Linked DNA regions of Zea mays: regions 1 and 2 are each linked to region 3. The links are chromatin contacts, called in public Hi-C maps. All regions are on one chromosome and are shown on one strand. Each heading gives the region's core, a stretch centred on a gene start, on an enhancer-like site or on the middle of the called end of the contact. The rest is flanking DNA. Distances are from core to core; before and after follow the strand shown.

Region 1 (4,253 bases), core at 1,537-4,036, 490 kb before region 3:
ATTTTAGTGGCTGATTCAAATGTTATTAATTGATGGAAACAACTTCCATTCCATCATAAGGTAATGTTTGAATTTTATCCTGAACCCATCCATACAAAAGAACAAAACCATGCTAGTAAACTCATAGCATGTTGTTCAAGCCTAATCACCCATAAAAGACATCTGCACAGTGCATGCCAGTTTTTTTCTCGAATGCGCAGGAGAACCGTATATCTTTGTATTAAAGAAGAGAGAAAGGGGTAGAAACCCCCAAGTACACACACACCCTTTTAGTTTGTACTTGTGCACCAGATTATAAATTTCTCCAAAATATTTTCATGTAAGAACAAGTGTGTACTTCAGTACATGTCCGCGTAGTCATAGAACCTCTGCAGAAGCAACTCTGGGAAGCTAGATGATATGGTTGGGCTAACTGATGCTTTATTAGATGGCTGGAAGGATAACAGAGACAGATTAGATCTAATTTGCCCTGCCTAGGAGACTCTGAGCCTTTGTGATCTATATCTGCTTAATGATCACATCAGTTGGAATAGTTTACATAGAGCCTTAGCTAACCAAATCATAACAAACAAACAAACTTAATGGGAAAACTAAAAACTTCTTCAAACAATGCTGCTAATAAGTCTTGCCCACAAATGCATCCGTAACATAGAACAGAGTAGCATACATAATAATATGACTGCTCGGTGCAAGCCCCTCTTATTTAAGCATGTTCGGTACCTAGTTAAGAAAAGCATGAGCTTAAGAATAAACTAAGAATCTAGTTAAGTCTGAATAACTAGGAGGTAAGCTAACTTTATCTGGTGCCTTGAATCAGGACCCACCAACACTGAAAAAGATACATTTTAGCTCCTGAGATCAGTAAATTCGCATGTTCTTTTTAAAATTTTTTAGGGGGGGGGGGGGGCAGGAAGAAGAGGCATAGACTCTGTTTCTCTTGAAAGGCATTATTATTTTCTGAAATAATACTAGTACAGTAGTACTTAGTTCAGAAGAATATCTTATTACAGTACCCCCAACAAAAATGTACAATAGAGTACTTGTCAAACCTTTTCGACACATTGATCAACAGAGACAACTGCTAGGTCATTTGGCACATCTTGAGAGCTAGCCTTAGCAGATAATGCGTCCCTTAATTGTTCGATAACAAGATTTCCCGTCCGCTCAAGCGCTTCACGTTTAGTTTCCCAGGCTTCCTTGACCTTCCTGAAGGTAAGTATGCAGTAAATATTTAGTAGGGATGAAGGATAGCTTCTGAAACTACGCACTTCTGCTTATACCTCAATACAGTCTTGAACCCTGGTCTTCCATAATTATCATCCGGTGGAAAGTATGTACCACCCATCAGAGGTTTCAAGTCAGGTGACAAAAAGACGCTTAGAGGCCAACCACCACCACCATGCAGTGCCGATACATATGTCATATAAACCTAAAATATGTGAGGCTATATTCAACAAAGAACCTAGTGTGCCACCCAATACAAACACGCCCAGAAACCTTTTCGAGCTAACTACAGGAAAAAGGGGAAAGGGAGCCGTAAGTCGGCTAGAAATGGAACTGATGCATTGGAGCACTTGAAGAAACTTACCTTATCAACATCAGGGCGCTCTTCACGGTCAACCTATCAAAATTAATAATCAGACTGAAAGAGGTATGGTCAAGTTGCATATGTAAAGCTTTTGACACATCAAAGACAGGTAAAGACTAAAGAGTGAGACACAACGGAATAACTTTCTAAGGGTCCAACAAAATTACCTTGATGCTAACAAACCAATCATTCAGCAACTTTGCCACTTCCTCATTCTCAAAGGACTCCACCTCCATCACATGACACCTTCGAATTCAGTCCCAGACCAAATGAACAGAAGCTTACGTTAGTGCGAACGTATGGTGCATAGTAAAGGTCACAGATGGCAAGAATATAAAATATCGATGAAAGAAATAACAGAAACTCACCAATGGCATGTGCTATAGCCAACTTGTGGGACACAACCGGATTGCAATGAAGCAAAATAAGAACGTTAGGTACAGAACGTTTGAGTTGACTAGAACGGAATCAGAAAATTCGATTACCATTTTAACTTAGTTCTCTCTTGACAAGACCATCATAATATGGTTAAGCAAAACAATTTACCATGTCACACATTGGTGGCACTACATGCCTGCAAGGCTGCAACAAAACTACTGAGCTAACACAATGGTATCAGGAGAGTTCATACTCGAGAGGAAGATGGGGACGTCCTTGGCGCGCGCCTTCTGGAAAGCCTCTTCCCCCCAAGGGTACCAATCAACCTGCACCAAGCGAAATTAACAGAAGGGAGAGCTCAATACTTGCTATCCCATCCACGGGATCAAATCGGTCGGATAGACAGGAGAAGGCTCGGGAAGGAGACACAAACTCCTCACCGGGTTGTGCGCGTGCTGCAGCAGGTAGGGGCTGTGCTCGGCGGCGAGGCGGTTCGGCTTCCGGCCGCCGTGAGGCGCGGACGCGGACGACGACATGGCTGCGGCGAGGGGGCGCAGACGGAGAGGCGTGCTGTGGGTCGGCGACGAGGAGGAGGCGGCGGCGGTGAGGCGGTGGCGGAGAAGAGTGGAGAGCATTGGAGTTGGAGGAGGGATGAGGGGGCCGAGGTGGGAGAAGACCGGTGCGGAAGCGGCGGGGGACATGTGGGCTGCGCGCCCAGCGACACCTGCCTGCCTCCGCTCGGCACACGCTGGCGTCCGCAAGGCCCGCGCGCCTGCTGCTAGTGTGTGTGCGCCACTTTGTTCTGGGCTTGGCCAGTAGGCCTTGTGGGCTGCTATGCTCCCCTTATATAAGGGAAAACAAGCAAATGAATTTCAAAAGATTTTCACCTACATACAGCCGAGGGTAAAAACTTGGACAGAAAAAAGTCCTACTTCTGTTTTGATATTTAGTTGTTATTTAAATATACTAGCTAACTAGCTAACAAATTGCTAGCTGAAATAGCTGATTAAGAATAGCTCCAACAACGAATTTTATATGGTTCTAAACTCTAAAATATAGCGGTTGCAGCCTCCTTTTTCCTTTAACAAAAGACTCTAAAAGGTCCTCTAAAATTTGGAGGACTGTGTGCGTCAGCTAGAAATGGAGGTCATCCTCTATACATTGTGCTTATTTGTTGTGTGTCTCATTCATGTGCCCACAATCGGTAAAAAATAATGTAGAAAGTGAAATCGGACACACTGTTGATATAGATGATGAAATTTAGAAGACATTTCTGGAGATGGAGAAGATATAGAGCACATATTCTTTTAGAGAGTGGTGTAAATGACATATAATATTCCTTTACAAGATGAAATTTAGAAAACGTTGCTGGAGAAAGTCTAACTATGTATTTTGATTGGTAGTGTCATGGGACCATAGTTCATCGCCCGACCGCCGCGCCGACTTAGCCAGAAGCTAGGCCCTGTTTGTTTATGAACGTCTAGAGGGGGTGGATAGGCGAAACCTAAAATTATAATTCTAAATCCAAACTAGATCCCTTGATTAGTGGTTAGAACAAGATTCACAATTATCAGAGTATAAAACTAAGTCCTTTACTTGCAACGAGTATTGTTTTCAAAGAGTGCGGAATTTAATCAATAGCAATACTACTAGAAATGTTTAGTGAAGAATAATGCAAGAGGTCTTAGACAAGAAGAGAAGAAACACAAGTTCTTTCTAGCATGGAGTTGCTTCTCTAAATGTGAATTTAACTTGAAGCAACATAAAATAATATTAACAAAGAGTAACGCAAGAGAACTTAGAAAGGGAGAAAACAAACAAATCACGAGCAATAAACACAAGAGACACGGGTGATTTGTTTTACCGAGGTTCGGCCCTCGAAGGCCTAGTCCCCGTTGAGGAGTCCACTAAGGACGGGTCTTTTTCAACCCTTTCCCTCTCTCCACCGATCACCAAGAATGGCGAGATCTTCTTTTTCTCAAGGATCACTTAAGATCCCGCAAGGATCACCACACTCGTAGGTGTCTCTTGCTAGCTTTACAAGCCTCCAAAACTTTGAAGGAAGTTCAATGGGAGTCAAAACTCCACGCACAAATGATCACAAGATGTAGCACACACTTTCTCTCAATGAATCTCACAAGGCGCTAGTGCTAAACTCACACGAGTAGCTCTCTTTTGCTTGATCTCTCTTTTGTGGCACTTGTGTTGGTTGTAGTGGCCTAAATCTTGCGTATAGGATGGATCAATGAATAGATGTGGCTGGGAGGACTTAGATATGCCAACTATA
Region 2 (4,000 bases), core at 899-3,398, 450 kb before region 3:
CTTCCCTTTCCCTCTGTTACCTCTGCTGATCTGCTCTAGGCCTCCAACTGGATTGGACGAAGATGGTGCTGCTGCTGATGCATTTTGTTTGGATGCTGATCTGCTCTAGGTAGCAGCCAGCAGGTAATATTACTTTCAGTTTAGACTTTGGAATTGGATGGATTCAGTTTTACACTTTTACTGAATTACTGCTAGTCTGCTACTAATTATGCCTATATTATTGCAGAAATGCAGTGTTTATATAGTTAATATATAGTTATATATATATACATATGTCCTTAAATCCATAGGACGACTAACGGACGACCAGAGGTCGACCAGGACCGATTAGGTCGACTAATCGTCGCCCTAATCGCGATTAGTCGCCTGGTCGCCCCTCTCACTCGACCAGCTGGTCGCCCGACTTGTAAACATTGGATCTTTTGTTGTGCAAGTGCTTCTGGAACCCATGGATTTCACATTGCAGATGTAATGATCTATGAGTGACACAAATGAACTGAATACTATAAACTGCAATGTAAATATTCTGCACATATGAACCTGTTTCTATCCAAACTGAGTTGCGGAAACTATCAACTGATAAATATGACATACACAAGGAACTAAGGATTGAAAAAGACTGATTCCCAGACTTGAAAATAAACTAGTATAAATTATCAATTAATCAAAACTGAATAGTACAAGTACAATGAAGTTGTCAAGGTTAACATGTTGACGTAATGGCAAAAAAACCTAAGAGAAGATTAACATATTGATGAAACAGCCATCACAAGTTATCGGTCAAGGCATGACAAGATGATGCATTCGATAACACGATACATAACTGAAACTCAGGGTACTAACTTAAAAGGGATGACAGAAAAAAAAACAGAACTGCTAAAAAACAGAGGATGATATCCAGTGCACACGAAGGGTTTGTGCACATGTAGAATCTTGGTCTTCAAAATCAGATATAACGGTGCACGTCTATTTTAAAAACCCACTCTCATCCATGACTGGTTTGTTTCATAGAAAAAACCCTGATAGCATGCACCGTTAGATCTGATTTTAAAGCTCAGTATCCTATATGTGTACATGTGCACCAAGCCTTCATATGCATCAGATACCATCCCGAAAATTGGTAAAACTATAAATGACACCTTGTACCTAATAAGAGAGAAGGCAAGCAAGTTATCGGCAGCCAAACAACAAAGCAAGCATTCACAATTGGATGATCACGTCCCACTGGACAGACAGATTCGTTCGGTTTCGGTCTACTCAAATTCCTATAGAAAACAAACAAGTACACACATTAGGAGAACAACTTCATAAAGGTCTCAAGTCGTTGATTGTTCTGGGCGCCTGGACTCTATGAACTTACTGGAATAGGTGTGTTTGATGGTGTGTCTCCTAACCTATCTAGAGCCCTAATGCTCGCTGGTGAAGAGCTGCAGGTTTGGGGTTTGGCCGAGGCCAGAGATACTTCTTATCTCCTCGCCCTTCGACCGCGGTAGATGATTGTGGGGATGGTCGTTTCCTTGATGTTTCTTAATACAATGATGTGGAACTCTCCTGCGTGCCCGGTAAAAAAACAAGTACAATCATTCACCAGACCATACATCGGCACATCGCGACAGATATCTGGCCACATCATTCATCTCATGCACCGGCGAATGCGGTCTCTAAGCAACAACGGTGATCCCCAATGTAAACAACCTTAGCAGGCGCGGACTTGGCCAGGGACGCGCGTAACGGGGCTGCCCAACTGAAACCACAGACTTCGCGGACAAAACACAAACCGCACGCGCAAACCCAGGCAGAGGTTGATTTCGCGCGGGGAAGAACGGGCATGGTTAGACGGAAGGATTCCGATTCGATCGATCGCTCCCGATCGCAGCAACGGGGAGGCTGGGGGAAGCGAGGCCATGCGAGCAACCGTAAACCGACAGTTTCCCCGCGAGCGGAGGAGACGAGAAGGCTAATACCCACGTAGGTGGAAGCGTCGGTGACGATCGCGCGGTGCTGCTCCCCGCCGTTGGCCGCCCGCCGGCCGCGCGCGTGGTGGGACCGTGGGAGGAAAGCGGCGGCGGATGGGGGTGAGGGACCGGAGGGGTTTTGAAGGGATTTTCCGTTTCTTCTCTCTATCGCTTCTCGCTTTTTCGTTGTTTTTTTCGCTCGCTGCTGCGGAAAAGGTGGAAAAGACTCGGTACTGGTGCGGCCCAGCCCGGCCCGGGGGCCTTGTCCTCTTTTTTATTCTTTTATTTAGGCAGCAGCGCAGACACTTCCATCAAACTATATTGATCGTCTTCATTAAAGGATGTCGATTTATATCTGATTGTTTCTGACCTTTATGAATTATAAGAGCTCTTTGGGATGAAAAAGTTAGACATACGATATTGTTAGACTGTCTTCAATGGTGCGCCATTGGCTCCCCCTCCCCTACCACTGTAGCCGTTTTAGGGGCTACGGTGCGCCCCTATCCTCTTCACCGGCTTCCTCCTCCTCCTCCTCCTCCTCCTCTCCCCTCCCGATTCCTTCTCTCTCCCGCTAAATGGATGGGCACGCTACGGCGGAAACCTCCCCCGCAGATGCTTCCTTCGCACACAAGCGCGCGCGCTCGGAATACTCCGAGGAGGGAGCTCCAGGCGAACCAAGGGCGACCGAACCGCCGCCGGAGAAGGTAGGCGTCGATCCGCCCTCGGCCGCGATTCGTTTGTCTTGCTCCAGGCAGCGAGCAGCAGTGGGCGTCCTCCACGCGGATCCATCGGCCAGCTTCGCGGCCCGGCGACTCGGCCGATCCGTGCGAAGACGCCGCCGCCGGTCGTCTCTGTCCGCCGGTTCGTCGTCTGCTGGGTGCAGGTCAAAGGGAGTTCATCGATTCGGCGACAGATCTACGCTCAGCCGTTCTGCGTCATTCGAGCTTCACGGTCCAAGGTACGTGAGTCGCTTCTCCAAGTTGTACACCTCGGATTCAATCCGTTTCCCAAAAAAACCTACCTTGGATAACCACTAGGGTTTAGATGTACTTAACTTGTTTGACTGGTACGATTTATGTGTTCGTCGCCAACTTTGACAGTTAGGGTCAAGGTTAACTCGGTTCTCCGAATCGCCTATTGTTTATGTAGAACAACCAAGTCTGCTATTATGGTATACTTAGATCTGAACCTATACTCAATCACATCTTGCTAACTGATCCGTCCTAATCATGTACAACATGTAAGCTACTTTTAGTATGGTACATACGAAACAACATTCAGACTGTTGTTTCATTTCCATATTCCTCAACCTCGTGTGCCGAAATTTGTGTATCGACCATATTGTCTTGTGAATTTATTTACAGTCATGTGGTTTGTATGTTGTTTGCTCAATGTTGCTGGTACACAAATGAATGTTCATCTTCCTATGCGAACAACTAAGTACCAATAACCGTTGAATTCCCCAACAGAACCCCTTGTTTCTTGCATAGCCATTTCTTTCAATAGGACTAAGTAACTCTGTCTATCGATTGGACTCAGTGAACCTACAATTTCGAGTAGTCTTTCCTTACATGACTAACCATTGCATGTAACTGACAAAACCTTTACTTATTATGCAGCTTGCAAAATTTATTTGATTATTTGACATCCACTTCAACTAATTGAGGTTCTAAATCCTTTTTCGCTATAGTTCTTTGTTTTTAATCAACTGCATAAGTCTACTGTCCATGTATGTTGTCTGTGCTTTCATGTTTTTTGTGCAACTTTAGTATATTATATGCAACCAACAGATGTACCAAGACACGGTTAATGTGTACAAATACTTTAGCAGTTGATTAAATTGCAACCAACAGTTGTTTGGTAACTGCCATGAACACTTTAGTTTATTAAATTCCAACATTAGTTTATTATATTGCAACCCACAGCTGTTTCCTAACTGCCATGAACACTTTAATTTCACCAATTAGTAACAACACTGACCCTAATTTTTTCATGTATGCACCTTGTCTAGCCAAGGAACTACTGCTTGAGGATACGAATCAAGA
Region 3 (4,398 bases), core at 646-3,145:
GTTGTCGCGCGCGGACATGCACCAGCCCCCCCTATATAAATGGGAGGCTATCGACGGAAGCTACCGCAACTCTCCTTCAACGTACGATCAACTCGGAACTTCCTTGTTGCAAGTAGCTCGCTGCTGCCTGGTGGTAGACGAATGGAGGCGCTAGGAACGACCGGGATCGGCTCGTCCCTGACAGCAGAACGCAGCATCCAGGCGTACGCGACAGGCATAGAGTTCTTTCCGCGGCAGACGACGACGAGCGGCGAGCGCGGGTTCGCGTTGCACCTTAGGTGCTACGTGACTCTGATCGTCAACATAGGCAATGGGCGGCCCAACCGGGTGTTCATGTACCGCCGCAGGGACGCCGACACAAGCTGCCTTGCGCTTCCGGACGATGAGGATGGCGTCCGCGACGTGCTCCGCGGCTTGCTGAAGTCGACCCTGCCGCTGCAGCGTCTGGGCCTCACGGACCGCGAGTGGGAGTCCATCTTGCCCCAGGAAAAGGTGTCCTTGCTTGTGGACCCGGTTCTGCGGGCCCGCCACGCCGCCGCCGAGATATTGCTGGCGGTGGAGATGCACGTGTGCCACGACGCCGCCCAGATACTCATGACGACGTGTAAGGAGTCCAGCGACATCGACGGCGGCAGCGGTGCGGTGGGAGGTGACGCCGAGGCTGAGTGCAGCATCTGCTTGGTCGCGCTGCGCGAGAGCGAGGCCGTGGAGCTGTCGGCCTGCGCGCACGCCTTCCACCGCCACTGCATCTCCGAGTGGTTCGGCCGGAAGTCGACGTGCCCGCTGTGCCGAGACGACGTGGCCAAATATCTGGATCCCGAGCTGCAGCAGTATTTCGACGGCGACATGGATGCGCATTATTTTGCCAATTTCGACGACGACGCGCTGCAGCAGTATTTAGCCAATTTCGACGACGACGATCCCGCGCTGGATCAGTTTTATTTGGCCAATTTTGACGACGACGCCATGTGATTGAAAGTGCAGGCCACTGGATCCAAGAACATTAATCTTTATCCTTTGGGTTATATATATATATATATATATATATATATATATATATATATATATATATATATATATATATATATATATATATATATATATATATATATATATATATATATATATATATATTGTATAGTATCGAGATCTATATATATATATATATATATTGTATAGTATCGAGATCTGGACTTATTGGTTGTTTGGTCATTTATTTATCTCACATTATGGTTATAACATTATTTATAAATCTCGTACATCTCTCTTGTAGTTTCATAAACTACGAGGGAGATAGGTTTTATAAACAAATTTATTTTTATTTTGTCATATGAAGAAATGATCAAAATATAAATTGTACATCTTGATGAGTTATACAAATTTCTAGTTACATTTTTTCATTTGAATTTATTTACTGCTTTAAAATGTAATTTTTAAATTGTCTTTGCCTAGTGTTGAGAAAAACACTTGGCAAAGAAGCTTTTTGCTAGTGTGAAAAAAAAACATTCGACAAATAGCTTTTTTATCAAGTGTTAAAAAACATTTGGCAAAGAAACTTTTTGCTGAGTATTTATTTACCGATGATTTTTTTTGATACTCTGTAAAGAGTGCTTGAAAGAAAACACTCGACAAATTATTTGTCACTCAATGGCTAGTGCGTAAGAGACGAGACTCATGAATTGCTTCATCCATTTGCATATGCCTGCTCTGCTCTGCTCTGCTCACTAGCTGCGTTAACCGGTTGAGAGCAATGAACATAGGTTTCATTGTGTTTCTCTGACGGACCTTGAAGCTCTCAGCTTGCTAGGTTCGTTTTCTTCTTTAGATAGATCGAGCTGCTACCATCCATGCATATCCGATCCGACGCTTAGTGGGAGTCCATCCTGCCCGAGGACATGGCGTCCTTCCTCGCACGCCCGTGGCTGCGGGCCCGCCACGCCGCCGTTGATATCTTGCTGGAGGTGAAGCGGCACGTGCGCTACGACGCGGCCCAGGTGCTCGTGACGGTGTGTATGTGCAAGGAGGTCGGCGACGACGGTGGTGCGACGGGTGGTGACGACGAGACCGAGTGCAGCGTCTGTTTGATCCCGCGGCCGCGCGTGGTGCTGCCGGCAGCGTGCACGCTTTCTACCGCGGCTGCATCTCCGAGATTAAAGCTTGTGCTAGTTAAAATTAAATAGAAAAAAAATTAATTATCTTAAAAAAATTTAGATCTTTATGCAACCGAGTAAAGTTTTAGGGCTCGTTCTGTTCTTATGGAATCGCTGTTTGGAACAGATTGCTTGTCTCATTTATAAGTTTTGGTCAGTTGGAATAATTCCAGGTGTATTTCTAGACAAAAGGAAGTAAACTAGAGGAGATTAAATTCTTTTCTAGTTAAAATTAAATAGAATATGATTTATTCTTTTTAAATCTACTTACAACTAAGCAAATCCTTAATCATCATATCTGATTCCCGTCAAGGTCTTAATCATCATATCCCATGGGCTTTTGACTTGTTGGGCTTGCTTCAGCTTTCTCCCATGTACTCTTGCGCCTCGACATATTTGGATTTTCACGCTCGGTTCTGTTTCCGCCACCTGGTCGGTCACCTGCTCTATCACTACAATACTCTCGTTAGATCATATAGATCAAGCTGCTGCCTCCCTCGTTAGAACATTTCTTGCTACTGCTAGCCAATAATGAGCGCCGAGATTAGGTGCAGTGTTGACGTGCCGTCGATCAAGCGGCGAAGATTCAGGACGCGCTCATTTATGAATGGAGGAGGCAGGCAGGCAGGCACCAATCATTTACCACATGACCATAGCCGAATACTAGCTAGCTAGCTCTCTCTGTCGTCTTTCTTTGAAATGACGTAATCTTTTCCCCCTCTAGACCATCTCTTTATCCTCTACATTTTGTACGTCAATGCTTTTGTTTGTACCTTCCTCTATGATAATTTATATTCTCTATATACTGCTAGTTCCTATATATAAATATCTATCTGTGTGTGCCCCCACAATAACGTTAAGTCGTTCGACTAGTCTGGCTAGTCGGTTCTGCGCAACCAGAGTCCGATCCGATCAGTTCGACTAATTGTCCGATCCTCTGATTAGTCGTCCAGTTTGAGTGGAGACGTTTAGTTTCCCTGGGCTGCACGACTGTTTAAGATGTGGGGTGTTTTAGTTGTGGGTTGCACGACTGGTACTACCAGCCTGATAATAAGGCCCATTAGCGTAATGTCTTAGGGTTTTAGCTAAATAAGGTTGCTCCTGTTGGTGGTACTATTTCGGCGGCTATTTTCCCACCCTGTTCCGGCAGATTCTCTCCTCTCTAGCTCTCTCCTTGTTCAACACCGGTGGATGTCCTCTCCTATTCCTCCCATAATTCTCCGCGGAACTATCAATGAGCTTCACCAAAAAAAAAAAAATCAAAACAGGGTAATTCTGAAGCTAGATTTTGAGAAGGCTTATAACAATGTAAAATGGCCATTTCTTTTCTAGACTCTTCGTATGAAAGGCTTCTCGCCCAAGTGGATTGCTTGGGTTAAGTCCTTCATATCAGGGGGAGCGTTGCTGTAAATTTAAACGATGATGTCAGGCACTATTTTCAAACTCGAAAATGCCTACGTCAAGGAGATCCTTTGTTTCCCCTCTTGTTTAATATTATAGCATACATGCTAAAGATCCTTACATGTAGAGCCAAATTGGATGGTCAAGTTGAAGGAATAGTCCCTCACCTAGTAGATGAGGGGCTATCGATCCTTCAATAGGCAGATGACACAATACTTTTTATGGATCATGACTTGGATAAAGGCATAAAGCTCGTAACTTAAAGCTTCTTTTATTTGCATTTGAGCAAGCATCGGGGCTTAAGATCAATTTCCAAGTGAGGTATTCTGTTTTGGTGAAGCCCATGAGCATCTAGAGTTCTACACTGAGCTTTTTGGATGCAAAGCTAGTAATTTTCTAATGAATTTCTTCCTTGGCATCCCTATTCATCATAGGAAATTATGAAACAATGATAGGAAAAGGACCGAAGAGTGTTTTGAAAAAAGACATAGTGGGTGGAAGGGAAAACACCTCTCAATTGGAGGACGTCTTGTTTTAATCAATTTGGTGCTTAGTAGCCTTCCTATGTACATGATGTCCTTCTTCTTCATACCCAAAGGGGTCCTTAGGAAGTTGGACTTTTTTCGATCGAGATTTTACTGACAAGGGGATGAGCACAAGAAGAAATACATGTTGGCCAAATGGAATATCATTTGTTTGCCCAAAGACCAAGGTGGTCTTGGGATTCAAGACTTCAAATTAAAGAACATCGCCTTACTTAGCAAATGGTTGTTTAAGCTTCTCGCTTTTGATGGGCTATGGCAACAAATCTTGCGTAACAAATATCTCGGTTCAAAACCTTTGTCTC

The links. Hi-C and Micro-C count contacts between places; a contact is called where the count stands out from the background.
Region 1: a Hi-C map of ear shows a contact between it and region 3, with 2.2 times the contacts expected there. The contact joins the promoter of LOC103652296 here to the promoter of LOC103652301 in region 3. A contact is called at or near these places in 2 of 25 Hi-C or Micro-C datasets (ear and leaf).
Region 2: a contact with region 3 is called in a Hi-C map of ear, with 1.8 times the contacts expected there. The contact joins the promoter of LOC100282292 here to the promoter of LOC103652301 in region 3. A contact is called at or near these places in 6 of 25 Hi-C or Micro-C datasets (bundle sheath, ear, leaf and 1 more) and 1 of 3 datasets of contacts at active chromatin or transcription factors (leaf).

The regions. Positions count from the first base shown.
Region 1 is chr3:156,237,690-156,241,942 of Zm-B73-REFERENCE-NAM-5.0, forward strand. LOC103652296 (spermatogenesis-associated protein 20) reads right to left here and starts at 2,787. Exons shown (of 15, transcript XM_020550375.2): 1 at 2,407-2,787; 2 at 2,220-2,292; 3 at 1,957-1,978; 4 at 1,756-1,834; 5 at 1,589-1,621; 6 at 1,281-1,429; 7 at 1,050-1,206. The coding sequence starts at 2,667.
Region 2 is chr3:156,276,424-156,280,423 of Zm-B73-REFERENCE-NAM-5.0, forward strand. LOC100282292 (cullin-1) reads right to left here and starts at 2,149. Exons shown (of 9, transcript NM_001412103.1): 1 at 1,965-2,149.
Region 3 is chr3:156,728,147-156,732,544 of Zm-B73-REFERENCE-NAM-5.0, forward strand. LOC103652301 (protein FAR1-RELATED SEQUENCE 4) reads left to right here and starts at 1,896. Exons shown (of 8, transcript XM_008677915.2): 1 at 1,896-2,159. The coding sequence starts at 1,896.